Linked DNA regions of Mus musculus: regions 2, 3 and 4 are each linked to region 1. Evidence: chromatin contacts called from public Hi-C and HiChIP or PLAC-seq data. All regions are on one chromosome and are shown on one strand. Each heading gives the region's core, a stretch centred on a gene start, on an enhancer-like site or on the middle of the called end of the contact. The rest is flanking DNA. Distances are from core to core; before and after follow the strand shown. Region 1 holds the start of Samd14 (sterile alpha motif domain containing 14). Region 2 has its middle 25 kb from the start of Gm11544. Region 3 overlaps Gm11515 (a long non-coding RNA gene). Region 4 holds the start of Dlx4 (distal-less homeobox 4).

The links. Hi-C and Micro-C count contacts between places; a contact is called where the count stands out from the background. HiChIP or PLAC-seq counts read pairs in DNA pulled down with a chosen protein or histone mark.
Region 2: a Hi-C map of uterus shows a contact between it and region 1, with 3 times the contacts expected there. The contact joins the enhancer-like site here to the promoter of Samd14 in region 1. A contact is called at or near these places in 1 of 39 promoter capture datasets (stem cell-derived epiblast-like cells), 10 of 484 Hi-C or Micro-C datasets (the HL-1 cell line, embryonic fibroblasts, embryonic stem cells and 3 more) and 3 of 115 datasets of contacts at active chromatin or transcription factors (embryonic stem cells and pancreatic cancer cells).
Region 3: an HNF4G HiChIP or PLAC-seq map of pancreatic cancer cells shows a contact between it and region 1. The contact joins the enhancer-like site here to the promoter of Samd14 in region 1. A contact is called at or near these places in 3 of 115 datasets of contacts at active chromatin or transcription factors (double positive thymocytes, embryonic stem cells and pancreatic cancer cells) and 1 of 9 other capture datasets (pancreatic islet).
Region 4: an H3K4me3 HiChIP or PLAC-seq map of embryonic stem cells shows a contact between it and region 1, with 26 read pairs. The contact joins the promoter of Dlx4 here to the promoter of Samd14 in region 1. A contact is called at or near these places in 3 of 39 promoter capture datasets (embryonic stem cells and macrophages), 1 of 484 Hi-C or Micro-C datasets (embryonic stem cells), 2 of 115 datasets of contacts at active chromatin or transcription factors (embryonic stem cells and pancreatic cancer cells) and 2 of 9 other capture datasets (adipose tissue and liver).

What each region holds. Positions count from the first base shown.
Region 1 is chr11:95,007,263-95,011,715 of GRCm38.p6, forward strand. It overlaps Samd14 (sterile alpha motif domain containing 14), which reads left to right and starts at 2,617. Exons shown (of 10, transcript NM_146025.2): 1 at 2,617-3,314. It overlaps Gm51875 (a long non-coding RNA gene), which reads right to left and starts at 2,072. Exons shown (of 2, transcript XR_003949594.1): 1 at 1,902-2,072; 2 at 1-697.
Region 2 is chr11:94,872,478-94,876,633 of GRCm38.p6, forward strand. It overlaps A430060F13Rik. Among named protein-coding and RNA genes, the nearest start is that of Gm11544, 25 kb to the left of the region's middle. Within about 2 kb of position 1,469, at least 108 of the 459 cell types and tissues checked have an H3K27ac peak or open chromatin away from gene starts, as enhancers often do. A contact at or near this core is called in embryonic fibroblasts, muscle stem cells, palatal mesenchyme and 1 more, where this site is marked.
Region 3 is chr11:95,185,545-95,189,412 of GRCm38.p6, forward strand. It overlaps Gm11515 (a long non-coding RNA gene), which reads right to left. Exons shown (of 3, transcript XR_388972.1): 2 at 1,059-1,191. Among named protein-coding and RNA genes, the nearest start is that of Dlx4, 42 kb to the left of the region's middle. Within about 2 kb of position 1,512, at least 19 of the 459 cell types and tissues checked have an H3K27ac peak or open chromatin away from gene starts, as enhancers often do. A contact at or near this core is called in pancreatic cancer cells, where this site is marked.
Region 4 is chr11:95,143,282-95,147,532 of GRCm38.p6, forward strand. Dlx4 (distal-less homeobox 4) reads right to left here and starts at 2,520. Exons shown (of 3, transcript NM_007867.4): 1 at 1,915-2,520. The coding sequence starts at 2,200. It overlaps Dlx4os (distal-less homeobox 4, opposite strand), which reads left to right and starts at 1,772. Exons shown (of 3, transcript NR_040279.1): 1 at 1,772-1,993.

The DNA.
Region 1 (4,453 bases), core at 1,367-3,866:
TTCTTTGGCCCTCCTGAGCTGGCTTGAGAGGCCTCATATAGTCCTAGCTGCCCCCTTAGCTAGCTCTCAGTTCCAGGAATCAGTTTTGGTGAGTCGCAGAAGTGAATTGTAATGAGACTTCTGCAGTACACAACACAGCCATTTCTTGTACAGATCCTTGGGAGGCAAATATGTTCAGTAGCTTGGGGTGGGGTTGGGGGGTGATTCTCATCTTTCCTTCTGTGATAAGCAAAAGGCCCCGTCTCCAGGCTCTTTGGTCACTTTGGTTAGCCCCTGATAATATCAGATATGAGTGAGTTCTCTATATATGAATGCCACTAAGCCCCTGGGGGAGCCACTCCCTAGCAGCTAGTTCCATTGCAGAGCTTGTTCCTGTCAGGCCAAATAATAGCTTCCTGTTAATCTACCCTCAAAACCGGTTCTGCACCTCGGAGGCCATGCAGGACCTGTCCAGCTCTGACACCTACTTTCAGGTCATCAGAAAACTAGCAATGGTGGTGGCCTCTCAGTGTGTCTCCTCTCTTCAGATCATCCTTGGAACATTGGGAGGCTGGGGAATCCAGGTAGATCCAGGGGTGGCTGAATCCCATGAAAGCAGCTTCCCCAAACATGAAGACTCAGGTCACCAGGTCACCATGCCTAGGTGAGAGGTCGCTGCTCAGGAGTCCTCGCCAAGAAACGAAGCAGCTGGCGCCTCCTGGGTGGGGAAACAAATGAGGGTCTGTAGGAGCCATGCCTACCTCATGGAGGGGACCTTTCCTAGATGTTCCAAGGAATGCTTGAATGGTAGCTCGTGTTTAAATATTGAGTATGTTGTATGGCTGACCATCTTGTGTGTGTCTTTTCTGGGAGTTTCTCAGGCCTGAGCTGTGTCTTACCCATGAAATATGTCCATTTGGGGGTCTGTCAAATGGTGTGGGTAGATTGTGGTCATATTAATTCCATCAACCAAAGTAAATACTCCATTACCATCATCTACTGAGGTTAGATTTGCCTTAACCCAGGCATGTGCTGTAGAGGAGGAGTTCAGGTAGGGTTCCCCCCATATCTCAGCACCTTAGGCCTGACTAGGAGAAACATTCCATTCAAGCATTGAAAGACACACACACACACACACACACACACACACACACACCCTATAATGGCCCTAGAGCCACAGTGCTTAACCTGTGGGCTGAGACCCCGCTTCCCAGGGATCATCTAAGACCATCTGAAAACATATTTACATTATGATTCACAACTAGCAAAATTATAGTTATGAAATAGCAACAAAAATATGGTTTATGGTTGCAGCATCAGGAAGATTGAGGACCACTGCCCTAGAGAGTGTCTATCTGCACAGGTGGTCGGTCACCAGAGACATCATCTCCTCCGTGTGAACCTACAGCCTAGCCAGACTTTCTGCAGGTTCTACATCTATCCAGAGGTCCGCAAGCTCTGGGATGCCCTGAGACCCACTGATGCTGTTCCTACTCACAGTTATCAGGAACTCCTGGCTCAACATGCTGCTGCCCACGGGCCCTTGGCAGTGTCCCATTCCCACAAGCCATCAGGAGTACTCTATCTCTCCAGACTCTACTACGCTAAGTCCTGGGCTCTCTCCAAGGTTGCCACCTACTCCTAAACAAGTCATTTCCTTTTTGTGAGTGTGTGGTCTGTGTACCTTAGAGGACAAGAGAAACCCCTAACTTAGAGGTTTATTGGGAGGGTGAAGTTAAAGAATCTGAGAAGTACCTGACATACCCCGAGCCTTGCTCCTCGGTAGCTAGCTGATGATCACACCCACCACCTCTGACCTGCCACCATCTCTGGCTCACCAAGTCCAAGTCTGAGCTCATCCACTCCACGTCCCACCCCTAGCATCAGAATTGCCAGGCCCCCAGCCAAGACCCACAGCCAACCTAGACTCCTCCTTCTCTCTCAGTTCTTTGTCTAGCCGGCTCCAAATCCTGTCTGTGTCTTCAATTCTATAGCCAGAATAGCTCTCAGCCTGATCTTTAATCTTCATGCCCACTGCTGTCATCATTCAACAATCCCTTGAGGCCAGCGCCCAGACTTCCGGTTGCCCTCTACAGTCCGTTCTCCACTGGGGTGCCCAAAGAATCTTTCTAAAATCTATGTTGGAACTCCTTCCTCCTCGGTTAACCTTTTATTGGGGGGCGGGGCAGGAAGTAATAGAATGAAGTATCAACCCTCCCACCTCAATTTTCTCTACTGGTCCATCCACCCTGCAATGCCCAGGAGTAAGTCTCCCATAGCTTGGCCAGCAGGAGTAGCCACACTTCTCTAGGAATCTTCCCTGTGTCCTTCTCCAGTGCCTCGGGTGCACGCCCCCTCCAGAACTTAAAGAGTCTTTCCCGCTCCTGGGCCCACAGTTCTCAGGCTTGGGAAGTCCCATTTGGCTGAATCAAGACTACACCGGACCACGTCTGTTCTGTTCAACGGCGGTCCCCTTCTGCTTCAGCGCCCCAGGCTGGCCGCTCGCCCGGCAAATGCTTGTTGAATAAGAGAATCAGAAGCCCTCACAGACCCTGCAGAGGAGATGGAAAGCCCCGTGCGTCCTAAGGCGGGACCGCCTCCCTGGTCGCTTCCCTGCCATTCGCGCGCAGACTCCCTAGCGCTGAGACTCCCGCGGTCCGAGAAGTAGCGGCAATTGGGATCCCGGGGCCGGCCGCGGGCACCCGCCGCCTCCTCCCCTCGGTCCTAGCTGCTTCCGCCCCGCCCGCCCTCCTCTTCCCTCCTTCCCTACCGTTCTTTGTCTCCCGGGCGCTCGGCCTCCCCATAAGCGTATCGCCCCCCCCGCCCCCCCCGTCGCCTTATCCCGGGCGACCCCCCACGGACCTAGCCACTGCGACGCTACACAAATCGGCCGGTGGCGCGAGGGTTCGCGACCCCCGGGGTTTGGCGGGGGCGGGGCGGGAGGTGGCGTTCAGGTTCTCTCTCTCTCTCTCTCTCTCTCTCTCTCTCTCTCTCTCTCACACACACACACACACACACACACACACACATACACGTACACGCACGCACACACGGAGCATCCTCCCGTCAGGTTTCCCCGTCCAGCCCCGCCCGCGCCTCCTGCTTCCCGCAGACCTTCTCCCTGCATCCCTACACACCTCGCCTCTCCATTCTTTCCGGGACTCTCCCCGCCGATCCCCCACAACACCCTGGAATGGAGCGACTCCAGCCAGCCCGGAGCCCCCCGCGACCGGGGTGAAAGTCCTTCGCCCCTCTCCTGCCCGGCAGTCGCCCCGAACACCATGGGCCTGAGGGGTTCCCGGGGCGCCGGACGCTGAAAATGACGGATGCTGGAGGTGAGGGGCCGGGTCCCCTAGGGTGGAAGGGGAAGCGTGGCTAGCGACTACTGGACTCAAGGTGGGACCCTCAGTAGGGCTAAATGGATTTAAGCCACAAGGGCCTTTCTTTCTCTATCCCTAGGGAGACCTCACTGGAGGGGGGAGCTGGGCTGTCGGGAGGGAGCAGAAATAGGGTTTGTGTCCCTAATCCCATTTCTCCCGCCTGAGGAAATTAATAAGAGAGAGAGGAGAGAAAGGGAGAGAGAGAGAGAGAGAGAGAGACAGAGAGAGAGAGAGAGAGAGAGAGAAGAGAAGAGAAGAGAAGAGAAGAGAAGAGAAGAGAAGAGAAGAGAAGAGAAGAGAAGAGAAGAGAAGAGAAGAGAAGAGAAGAGAAGAGAAGAGAAGAGGAGAGGAAAGAATGAAGAGAAAAAGAAATAAGAAAAACTGGTGTGGGGGCAGGGGGAGAGGCCTTAACTCCTTCCTATCTGGCAGTTAGACCTATGGGTTGAAGAAACTGTTCTATCCTCTGAGATTGGGGAGAGGGGATTCTATGATAGGTGTAGGTGCACTGTCCATTAACCCCATTTTCTAGGACGCTTGGAAGAGCTGTCAAACTCCTGCGGACAGCTCCAAGCCTGGGGCTGGCTGAAGACTGGGGGCCTGGGAGGGGCTCGGCTCCTTAGCTGCTCTACAACTGCCTCCCCCATCTCCAGCCTGCATGTCAACCACTTCTGGGACTTGTCGGCTCTGTGTGTGTGTGTGTGTGTGTGTGTGTGTGTGTGTGTGTGTGTCTGTGTGTCTGTGTGTGTGTGTGTGTGTGTCTGTGTGTCTGTGTGTCTGTGTGTGTGTGTCTCTTTTCTGACTCCATCTCTCTGTCTCTCTGTCTCTCTGTCTCTCTCCCTCCCCTACTCAGGATCCTTCTCCCTTCTTGCTTGTGGGGCAGGCATTCTGTTCTATTCTCTCACCCCATGATGGGGTGTCAGGGCTACCCAGCTGCTTTCCCTGAGCCTCCTGGGTCTGTTCTTTCTTGATCTTTCTTCCCAGCTCCCAGTGGACACTGCCAGTCTCTCCCTCTGCATCTGCTAGTTCCTCCTTCTGTTCCACCCGCAGGTTGTAGACCTTTTGTTTGGCTTTCTCCTTCCCTTGGGCTCCAGGTA
Region 2 (4,156 bases), core at 219-2,718, 140 kb before region 1:
CCATCTGGGTCTTCATCCACTCCCACAACCTCGGTTTCTGCTCCGTGCTCCCCTTATTCCTTGAGGTAGGCGCCTGGGGCCATAAAGAAACAAGGAATTTGAGATTCCTAGATTCTTCACTTTTCAGCTCTATTCTTACCCCTTGAAAGAGGCTTCTACTGTACCCTGTCTGTATGATGTCTTACAACAATCCATGATGTGGCTGGGGCTTGCGGTTACATTTACAAGAATTTCCAAGTCCCAAAGAAGCTGGGAGCTAAAAAAAAAAAAAAAAAAAAGCAGGCCCTCTGAGGGCTGGGCACATTGAAGAGAGAGTCTCTTAATGGTCTGGGGCTGTGAGTTAAGTTTGGACCAGGGAACAGCCTGGGAACATCCAGGAAAGAAACCAGGAAGTCAAAAATAAATAAATAAATAAAATAAAAATGAGGGCGAGAAGGGGCGGAGGAAGGAGGAAAGAGGTGGGTGGAGAACGCATTCTTCCTGCGATCCTGGCTTCGCAGAGTAGCCACATCATCTGGCTCCCAATTGAGGACAGACTTGGCTTCAGTTGTGTGCACGCACACATGTGACGGCGCGTGCGTCGGAGTACATACGTGTGCACGTGCTGTGTGCACCCAGCCAGCGTCTGTGCTGACGTGGCCGCGCCCCTCACCCTAGCCCAGCCTCCTTATCTCCAAGTTGGCTCCAGGAACCCCCCTCTCAGCAGTGGTCCTGTTAACGCCTCCCTCTCCAGTGTTAGCGCCTAGCCGCTGGGCTCCCTCCCTCTGCCCCTGAGGGCCTCCAGGGAGACCCAGTGGCTCGCAGCCCAGGTTTTGCCTTCTGATTCTACTTTAGCTTTTATTTTTTTGACGCTAGGTTCTCCTTCTAGCCTGTAAGTCCCCTGCCCTCTCAGTCCTTGCCTGGACCATGTAGAAAAGGTTTTTACAGAGCAAGGTAGCCTGGGAAGGGAAATTAGTTCTTTCACAGTTAATGGTCCTTTTCTTCCAAACTGAGGACAACATATTAGGGTGCAAAGTGACTCCTAGCAACCTTTCCTGCCTGGAGAATAGAGGGGGGCTCAGGGAGGCACATACAACTTAAGAAGAAAATGTTCTAGGGACCAAAGTTATAGGACTTTGTCCTTGTCATAGCCCCAAAGGCGCGCGCGCGGGGGGGGGGGTAAGGGGGGCGGTGGCGATGGGGTTGGGGTGTAGATAGAAATGACCCTTCCCGATCATTGCTTCAAGTCTGATCCAGCCGGCTGATACTGAGTGGGACAGGGTGGTCCTGTGCCGGGAGCCAGGTTGTCAGGCGTCCAGGACCTCAGGTTTCCTTTACCGAAGGGCCCCTTTCCTTCAGGCTTTGAAGTGTCTGCTAGGTTAGTGGAGGATGTTTGGCTTGGGGCCTTGGGCCAGAATAAACTCCCTCTGCCTGCCTCTGCCTTCTGAGCCAAACCACTGCCTCCTTACCGCCAGGCTCCTGCCTCTCCCAGCCCTGGGTCTGGGCTCCTCCAAAGGCTGCTTGCACGGTCTATCCAAGCCATGGACACTCTTACTGCGACTGGGGAGAGTCCCTATGGGCAGGATGGCTTATCATTCCTCCAGTCTGGCACTGGGTGCCTGCATGCTTGAAAGAGCAGCCCACTCTTGGCAGGGGTGGGGGTAGGGGTTGGGGTGGGGGTGGGCTGTAAGAAGCAAGACCCCATTGCCAGTAGAGGACAGGATGCGATGCAGTGGGGAGCCGGGGTGCCTCTGTGAGCAGCCTGAGTAGGCTGCAGTGCCTCCAAATGGGTCAACTCCAGATGTGGGATGACTCACGCTGGATGGGGTGGGCAGTCGAGGTGGGGGTGTGAGGCCCAAAGTCGCTTTCAGCTGCTGTTCCCTGTCCTCTAGAGCAACCCCCCTCCCTGCCTCACCCCCCCCCACAATGTGCAGCCTAGCACACCCTACTACATGCTCAGAGATGAAATGAGAAAAAGCCTTTGGACACATCACCGCCAAGGGTCAGAGAAGGAGAAGGGGCGTGGCAATAGGGGAGGTGGAAGGGAGGAGTGAGAAGGAAGGGGTTGGGAGAAGCCCAGGGTAAAAAATGCTGGCCTCCCTTGGGCCTGCTTCAGAACTGTAGCACTGTATGGGGCGGGGAGGGGGGCGGGGGGGGGGAGGAGCACGACAAAAGAATAGATATTGGGGTCTAAGTATGTGGGTATGAAGGGCTTCGTGGTTGCAGGGGAAGAGCCACATTGAATGAGTACCTTATGTCTGCTGGGGTTTGTGAACCTTTGTGCTGCTTAGATTGTGCGTGTCAGGGAAGAGGAGCAGAATCTTGGTCCATTTGGTGAAGTTGACATAGGAAGACAGTGGTCACTGGCTTCAGTGGGCAGAGGGTTGCGACACGTGTGTTTAAGCCAAGTCACTGTACTTCCAGGCATTGAAGTTGGACTCCTCCCCTAGGGTGTGAGAGGCAGAGGAACCCAGGTGCTATAGAGAGGGCTCCAAAGACCTAGGTTCCCATCTGCCAAGCAGCACCCAGCCTCCTGGAACTATGGCATCTTTCATAGCGCCCAGCAGGCGGAGCGGTCCAGTCAGGTAGCTGGAGACCCCAAGCCTGAGGCTGGCACACTACACGCTGCAATGCTGGTGTGCTGCAGCTGGATACAGCACCATCTGCCCTCCTGCCTCGGCAGAGTTGCCGTCCTGGTCTCCTCCTTGGCTTCCAGGTGGGTCTGTTGACAAGAGTTGCCAGACTACTCCCTGGAGAGGTCCACCTGTGCCAGCCACCCGGGCCAGGGTAAACAAGGCACTAAGTGTCTGGGCGGGTGCCTGGCAGGCTGGGCACACAGCTCTGCTCCAGCCTGGCTGGACTGCATCCTCTCATCAAATGACAGGTCTGATGCCCCAGGCCCATAAATTGTGTTTTCTGGTTAAGTGGAGAGGCATGGGGGCTGTTAAGCAGACGGATAATCAAGTTGAATAAGGAGAAAACATGTCACCTCCAGGGGCGGGGGTTGGGGGGGCTCTGATGACTGTCTCCCTTGATGTAGGGTTTCTGGCTTCTTAGAGTAGACATGGTTGATTCCTCTAGTCTTCCAATAGATGCCAACTTATAACATACTCACTTGTACTCTCATACAGTTTCGTGCTCACTACTGCACGCACACATGCAGCCCGAAGCTCCTTTCGTAGTATTGGACCCTTCTGCTCCAAGCATCCTCAGTGGCTGAGATCCTGCCAGTTGCTATGTCGTGAGCCCTCTTTTTACAGTGAGGGGATGAAGCCAGAGAGGTTGAGCCTTATCTCCTAAATCACCCATGAGGTCTGAACTTAGATGTAGGCATCGTTCCTGTAACGCCACCATGTAAGTCCCATTGGTCCCCAGTCTCTGTCCCTTCTCCTCACAACATGGGCTAGAAAAGGCTCTTTGAGCTTGCCCTGCCTTTGGGACTTCGTGTCCCTCTCTACCCTCCATAGTGTGTGCCGTAAGGGAGAACACGGAGAGTTAAGGCTGGCTCTGGAGGAGTCAGGCCTTGGAGGGGCAGAAAGGAGGGGCATGATCAGGACACAAGTTGCCTACCACAAGGGAACAAAAGATCTAGCCAAGTAGGAAGAATAAAAGGAAGTCTACCACTCCTTAGCCTCCAAGAATGGGAGCAGGTACTGCCCCAGTTTGCCCAAGGCTGGAGAGACAGTGAGGGCCTAAGGGGAGAAGCACTCTAAGGCCCTCTACCCCTTCAAGTCTAGACAGGCTAAGAGCATGAGAGAGTGTTAGCAGTCGTGGGTAAGTCTCCCAGGCACATAGATGTCATGAGGGTATGGCGGAGTTCTTACCCAATCCTTGCTCCATTCCCAATTTGTCGTTATCCTGTTCCAGTGATACATGGAGACATCTCTCGCTCCCATATCTCTCCCCCCCCCTTCCCCTCACTGGTTAGAGCAACAGCCCAGGAGTTAGGGCCACTGCAGCTTATGTTCCCAAGATCGAAGACAGCTTTGTCCAGAAAGGCCTTGGCCGAATTCACGATCTCAAAATAGCTATGCCAGCTTGCCCTGTCCTTTTCTCAGAGCTCCCCAGAGCTCCTCTGTGTCTAGGGTCCTTGAAGTCAGAACACCAACCTTGCCAGATGGTGTGGGAAGGGGTACAGTCAGGTCTGCTACCTTGGTGACCAGTGGCTGAAGTCAGA
Region 3 (3,868 bases), core at 262-2,761, 180 kb after region 1:
CCTCCCTCCCTCCTCTCCAGCCTTCCGTTTTGTTTTTTTTGTTTTGTTTTGTATTTTTTCCCCCCTAGTTGCATCAACAGCGTGCTCCAAGGGTCAGCCTTTCCCTCTGCACTGTGCAATCCCTGCTGAACAAATCCCACTCCTCCCTCAGTTTCTCTGTCTGTAAAAGACCTTTGTTCCTCTTTGTTTGGGGGACATTCTAGGGCTCTCACGGACCTCCAAGTCCCAGTCAGCTGAGTCAAGCAGGGTCAAGCAGCTGGCTCTACTCCCAGCCACAGAGGGACGCCTTCCCACGGAGGGCTGACACTCAGGGCTTCTCTAGTCCCCAGGGCAGGGCCGGCCAGCTGACAGCATCAGCTTGGAGCCCTCCAGAGTCTCCTCAGAGTCAGCACTGCTCCCACCCCACCTTCCCCCAGCCTCGCTCAGGACACGCATCACCAACACCTTCCCATCCCATTGAGGGCCTCTGGCGAGCATATGCTCAGGAGGGCGGGGGTCCCTGCACTCCCTACGTCTTATTACTCCCGTGCCACCGCCCTGACTCTATAAAGTAATTGGGGGCCTGATTTGCATTTTGCTGTGTGTGATTTCTGAGATGTTCCATGCTACCCTACAAAGCCAGGGGCTTCACACTCTACCAGGAGAGACAAGAGAAGGGGGAGAATTGGAAGAGGGAGGAGGTAGAAGCTGAGAAAGAACACTGAGCCCCCCAAATCCTCCTAGGAAGGGGAGTCTTGGCAGGGTCCCCCTAACCTTGTGCCAGTCCCGGCTTAGGAGCCAGGGTGGGGATGAAGGGGGTGACGTCCGTCCTTTACCTCCCCAGCTCAGTTTCCTCATTTGTAAACTGGGGTTAATGACACTTAACGAGCGAAGGGGGTGGGGGGCATGTAATTAGCAGCTGCCAGTTCTGGGCTTTGAAGTGGGTGGAGGAGGGGGCCACTGGGCAGGGTGTGGGCAGGACAGAGCTGGAGGCTCAGGGTGCTTGGCCTACAGGGAGAAGGTGGGAGAACGGGAATTCTTTCCAACTTGGAGATCAAGAGCTGGGGTCACACACTTACGGGGGCTCTGGAGAGCAGGGGGCAGGCCAGAGGATGCAGAATCCGGGGCATAGACAGCTGTGGAGTCGAACTGAGGAGCCTACGAGAGGCCTGAGGAAGGAGCTAGACCCCGGTTCTTCATCAGCATGCGCTCCTGTGGAGACAAGAGACAGAACCTAGGTTCTTTTGCAAGAAGCTTCACTTCTTGTGTCCACTGACCCACAGTGAGGCACACACAAGGCTCATTGCCACAGACAAAGGCAATGACTGCCAGCCCAGAGGCTCATGGGAGAGGACAGGCATGTCAAGAGAGGAGTTTATGGGGACTGAGACCAGGGAAGTGAGGACAGGAGGGAGGGGAGCCGCCACCTCCTCCGCCCATGGCCTTTCCGCTTGCCCCACTACGTCAGGACTGAGTCACTGGGAGAGGCCACTGTCCAGCAGGGGTGGGAGGACCTTGGGGACCAAGGGCTGGACACTCTCCCAGACCAAGCATCTGTATGGGGCACCTTTGGCCGGGTTGGCGAAGACAGTGGTGTAGACTTGAGCCAACCACCCACGCCTGAGGGGGTAGAGGCTTGAAGGACCTGTGAGGGTCAGCAAGTTGTCTCTCTGACATCCCACATACTGTCCCTGCACAGGTGGACCAAGGAACCATCCCTGATACCCCAGACATATGGAGAGGACATTCTCAGTCACAAGCCACTTGCTCTCTACCCACCGGGCCTTGAGCAGGAATCGAGACCGTGCCCTCTCACTCCCATTGTGTGCCTTCTGCTGTCCAGATCCTTCTGCATGTCCCAGGGAGATGCGTGGAGGTGACTGGATTTGGCCATTAGATGAAATTAAGGGAAGGATTTTTGGTATCTACTGGGTTCCAGGCACTATTTGATGCATGAAACATGAACAGCGTCCTACCGGGCCCCCTCTCTAGCCAGAATGTGAGTGTTGAGAAGGGACTAGAACTCCTCAGAAGGGTGAAAGGGGACGCTCCAGAAGCAGCCTGAGGGCAGAGGGGGTTTCAGTGGAGCAGAGGAACTGTGGGTAGAACCTCTGCCTGTCATGAGTTGCAGAGACCACTTTCCCCCTGGCCCCATTAAGCCTAGGGCTCACCAGCTGCAGCATCTGGAACGAGTGACATGGATGCTTCCTGCTCTCCTTGCCTCCACCTTCCCCCCCACCCCCCCCACCCCAGTATACAAGTACTGGGGACACAGCAGGCCCTGGTCTAGGCAACTTGACACACAGACTTCTGTCTGCTTCCGTAGACTGCTGTCAGGAGAGCTAGGCATGCAGACAGTAGAGCACTTTCATAATGGGTCCGGAGGAGGGAGAGAGAGGAGAGCCCTTACATTGGTGAGTTAAGGGATCCGGGGCTCAGCTGAGCCCTCGCCCTGTCAAATTTTAAATACTCCAGCCTGCTGGGGACTTGGGACTTTTTTCTGTGCGTGCCATCCTCTATCCCATTCAGTGTCCACTCCTCATGTCCCTGTGTCCCTGGATAGTTGTCTCGGTCATTCCATAAGAATCCTTATGAATCTCAGGGGTAAATCTTGTAGAAAACCAAAACTCTATGAGGGGCTCTGAGATACTTGCTGTCCTCCAGTGCAAACTGTACAACCTCAGTTCAGTCCTGGAAACCAACTCCACAAAGTTGATCTGGAGCTTCTACAACATGTGACATGCAAGCATCCACACAGCACACACACACACACACACACACACACACACACATTAAAGCCCATAGGCCAGACACAGAGGCACATGTGTGATGTCCCCCTCACAAGCAGAAGCAGGAGGGTCACGGAGTTGGAAGCAAACCTGTCATCTTCATAGAGAGTTCCAGGCCAGCAAGGGCTATCCAAGCGAGACTTTATCTAAAAAAGAAACCAACCTGAGGGTGAAGAGATGGCTCAGAGGTTAAGAGCTGCTCTGGCAGGGGACCAAAGTTCAGTTCCCAGCACCTAAGTCAAGTGACTCGCAACTGCCGTAACTCCAGCTCCAGGGGAACTATTGCCTCTGACCTCCAAGGGCACCTGCACTCATGTGCACATACCTACATGCAGAACACACACCCCATACATAGTAAAATCTTATCTTGAACAACCATATTAGGCTAAGTATAAAAATTAGAATATGGTCATGAAGAATAGATTCTTTAAATGAAATTCTGTGATCAAAGTGAAAAGGTGAAACTGATAGGGAAGAGGACAGCCCTGTTCCTGGGACATACACCTGGAAACGTTGAGGGGTGACCCTTGAATTGTTCAGGAGAGGGTGGCTGCTGTATCCCTAGTAACACACACACACACACACACACCGATAGTAAAATGAGAGTAAGAGAAAGAGCATGAGAGAGGCATAGTGGTGCACCTCTGTAATCCCAGCACTTGGGAGGTGGAGGCAGGAGAATCAGGAGTTCAAGGCCAGCCTGAGCTCAGTGAGACTTTGTGCCCAAACAACAATAATGAAAAGTAAACAAGACTAGAGAGGTATAGCTATCAAATCACGGACCGTCTGGGTAGAGAAATGAGGCCAGTCCATACTACTTCACATGTGCCGCTTTTGAAATTGTACCCAGCTAGAAATAAAAAGAAGAATGGTTGGTTGGCTCCTGGTGGCCACAGCTGTCTCTCTCCTCTTTTTCCTCCTCCTCTTCCTTCTTCCTCCTACATCACATCCCAGTACATACCTGGTTGTCATTTTCTGTGTCTTTTTTTAAAATGCATCGACCCCTGTGGTGTGGGTTATTTTCACACCACCTTCCTGCCTCTCATCTGTATCAGCATTTCCATTCACTCCATCTGTGGTCAACATTTCCATTCACTCAT
Region 4 (4,251 bases), core at 1,270-3,769, 140 kb after region 1:
AGCTGCCTTTTTCCACACTAGTTTTGGCAAGTCACAACTGGATCTACCCCGGTCGGTCGCGATAACGGGTCCCCAGGGCCTCCGTGGAGGCGCGGCAGCCACACCCGCAGCCCCAAAGGGGTGTTGCTGAGGCTCTTTCTGAGCCAAATGCCTCCCTGGGACGGAGGTGCACCCGTAGTATGGGCGTAGGACACCCCAAGCCCTCTCTCGTACTCCAATCATTCATTCAAGAATGGGCGGCGGCCCGCATAATTTCAATAGCGAAATGCTACGGTATATTTTTTTTTTAAAGAATCTGTTTGTGAACATGGAGTCTCTGTTTTGTTTTATTTTATTTTATTTTTTCGTTGTATCCGGGTAAAGTACGTAATAGAAAGAATTCTTCAGTCCATTGTTCTTGGACCAAGCTAGGGAAGGCATATGGAAGACAGGTCCACCTTATTGCCAGACAGGTCTCCCAATAAGGACAGGTTCTTCCTCTCCAGTCCCAAAATGCACACTGTCTGTCCTCATGTGCACACACAGGACGGATAGCAGGTTGCCCGACTTGTCCTCAAACTCAGGACCCCCCTTGCCTTTACTTCCCCAGTGTATATTAGTATATCTAAAAAGAAGAGTCCAAGCGGTTCCTTTGTAGATCTGTATGCAAAACTCTGCCACTCAGACGGACTGTCCCTCCTCCAAGGAGACCCAGCAACCTAGCAGGCCCACCCCCACTCTGCTCCAGAAAGCTGTTAACTTTCTGGGGTCCTGAGAAGTTCCTAAAGTCCCCTTTCCTGGCTCCGTCCATTGAGGAAAGTGAACTTGCCCTGGTCCAGGAGCCTGGAAAAAAAAGTTGTGTCCTGGATCTATCTATATGCATTCCTTCTATCTCAGTTTCTCCAACCATAGAACAAGGAATGTGAGCCTCTATTCTAATGTGGTTTTGGTTGGGGGTGTATGTGTCATGAATTTATGCCAGAATGACCAGGGAAAAGGAGAGAAACATCTTGGTTTGGGGCTGATTATGTGAAGTCACATCACAGACTTGCGCATCTTCGAGGACTATGCCAAGAACAATTGGACCATTTTGATGTTCAAGGAGTCAGTGGGTCTATGGAGAGCATCCTCGTACTGCCAGCCAGGGTCTGTCAGTTGGGCTGTGCATAGGTCGGAGCTAGGAAGGCCAGCTGCTCCCCTGTCTTCACCGAAGCCTTCCAGTGGAGCTCAGATTTGCTGCAGGCAACCGAAGCTGGGTCTAATGTATCCCAAAGTTAAAGGTGGAGATGGTAAAGATGTCTTAGGCACAAGGCAGAGGAGGCCAGGGAAAGAGCTGGAGACTGGTAGACCAGCCTGTAAGTTTATTATTTGAGCAACAGTTGGTGGGGGTCTTATACCCAGATCCTGCAGGGTATAGGCACCTCCAGGAAAAGGGGGTGGGGCCCAGGAAAGGAGAAGGAACCCAGCCTAGTTGTCTACCTATCTCCAACTGGAAACTGATTTCTGTTTAGTAGTGTTTGATTTATATACTGGTTTCTGAGACCAGAACTCAAAAGGGATGATGTCGGAACGGAGTGAAGGATGAGGAGAATCACAGGGAAGGGGTTAGATCTCCACCTCTCCATCTGGATTAGGGCAAATTTCCGTTACACAGGTACTCACACAGCTCCACTGCTCCAGGGGGTGGGGTAGGGAGCCCTCCCGCCTGGCTTTTCAAAACTGCAAATCGAAACCAGGTCGAATTTAAAAAGGAGACCTAGATCAACTTGCCTCCGCTCCTCCCCCATCCTTCGCCCTCCCCCTACCGCAGATTCCTGGGTATCGGAGAGAGAAGCGTTTGAATCCCTCTAGTTGCGCGCAAGCAGAAGAACGCGAAATTTATGCAAAGACAACCCAGACCCCAGAGGTGAGGAGAGCCGCCGCGGTCACACTTACCTGCTTCGAGCTCCTGCGGGTGTTCAGCCGGCCTGTGAAAGGGCTGAGATGGCGCCACCAATTGTTGCTGGCGGGGCAGGTAGGAGTCTCCTGGGGTTGCCGGCCCAGGGTGGGAATAGGACCGGGGGTGGCCGTAGGACTGGGAGTAGGACAAATCGGGAGAAGCTGCGGTTCCCGGGGATAGTCCGAGCGGGTAAGCAGCCACTACCGACAGGGCGGGGGCGAGGTCCGGGAAGACAACGTTGGAGGCACCACGGTCAGGAAGGGGACAGGGTAAAGAGGTCATTGCGGCCGGTGCCGGGCCACAGGGCCTAGGTCATGGCCCGCACGCTGTCTACTCTTTCTGCCAGCTCCTTTCAAAGTCTCCAGCTCCAGCAAGCCACTCTTACACTTCAGATGCCTGGAAAAATGTCTCTCTGAGCCTCTTCCGGCAGAGAACTCGCACCCGGGAAAGGGTTTTTTGGGGTACCCCGTGGTTTTACCCTTCCCCATCTTTTCCTCTGGGTTCGGTTCCCGGGACCCCAGGGGTCCCCCGCCCACTTAGACACCCCGGATTGGCTATTCCTTGGTGACCTCAAGCTGAGCCCGCCCCCCACCCCTCGTGTTAGCGTGCACCGGGAAACGGGAGGGATGCGAGCTCCGGACCCCACATCCCTGCATCAACTCCGAGTTCCTGGGGAATCGGTAGAGTCAGGAAGTCTCAGTAACGATGTTCAAGGTGCTAGGAAATTGGGCCTGGGATGGCTAGGGGACGAGGGAAGCTGCGCGGTAACTAGAGACGCTTTGGAGACTCAGAACCTGTGTGCGCGTCGCGCGGGTCTGCATGGCCCCACGCTGCCAGGGCTCTGCGAGGGAGTGGAAAAAGCAGCTAGCCAGCGCCGGCCGCTTATTCAGCGCGTCGGAATGCGTAGCTGCAGAGCGATGGCAGTTTGTTGGTAAACAGACGCTGGGGCCTGGAGGGTGCCGCCTGGCGCCCAGCCTGCCCCGCACGCGCGTGGCGCGCACGCCCCCGCCGAGCGCCCAGAGCCTGGCACGCCGCGACCGCCGCCACTGCGCCTCACCACCCCCAATGCAAGCTTCCGCTTCCGGCAGGGGCCCCGGTTTAGTTGCGACACCACAGCTCCTGCAGGCCCTTGAGGCTGCTGGAGGGAATCTGCTGTCTGGGATTCGCCTGTACCGAGCCCCGCCTTTTCTGGCACTCTGCAAAATGTAGCCTCCCAGGAACTGGGGCAAAATCTGGGAGTGGGGATGAATCTAGTTTGATGGCTCCTGGGAGGGCACAGAAAATATGGCTAACTCCATTGTACTTCCAGACTGTGTTCGGGACCTGTCTCTTAGCAGGACAGGAGGCCTTAATGAACACCATGTATGCAAGCATCTGTTGCCACGTGCACAAAAATACATAGAGTCTTCATCCAACATATATTGTTACATACCAATATCCCTCTACGAAAAGAGGCTCATTTATGGACCGGCAAACACAGACTTTAAGGTGTGGTGTATATACAGCTGCATCCCCAACCATGGGCAACTCTTTGAATAAAAGCACAGGATTGAGGTGGATGAGATGGCTCAGCAGACAAGAGATGAAGAGCAATTAGGTTGCCACCAAGCCTGACCATCTGAGTTGGAGTCCCCAGGACCATATAATGGAAGAAAAAACAAACTCCCAAGAGCTAGTCTCTTGAGCTCCATATGTGGGCTCTGTTATGCATGGATCTTCACACATACGCATAACCCAAACATAAATAAATGTAATATTTTTATTTAAAACACATTGTGCTTACCTGGCACATATGCTTGTATATTACAAGTCAAATCACTAATTTTCCTTCTCAGAAATAAGGCTGTCCAAACGTGAACATATATGCTCATGTGTGGGCTACCCTTTCCCACACATCTAAGCTGCTTTGCAAAATGAGAGAGACAATTCTTTTGGTTTGGTTTGATTTTCTAAGACAGGATTTCTCTGTGTAGTGCTGGCTGTCCAGAACTCATTCTGTAGACCAGGCTGGCCTGGAACTCAGAGATCTGCCTCCTGCCTCCTGCCTCCTGCCTCCTGCCTCCTGCCTCCTGCCTCCTGCCTCCTGCCTCCTGCCTCCTGCCTCCTGCCTCCTGCCTCCTGCCTCCTGCCTCCTGCCTCCTGCCTCCTGCCTCCTGCCTCCTGCCTCCTGCCTCCCTCGCTGGGATTAAAGACAAAGGCAAACACCATCACTACCCAGCGTTATCTCCTATTCCAGAAGTCCTCACAGATTCCCTAGAAAACCTACACACTCGATCCCTCTGTTACACATGCCATCTTTATGCTTGCACACACGCGCGCGCGCACACACACAC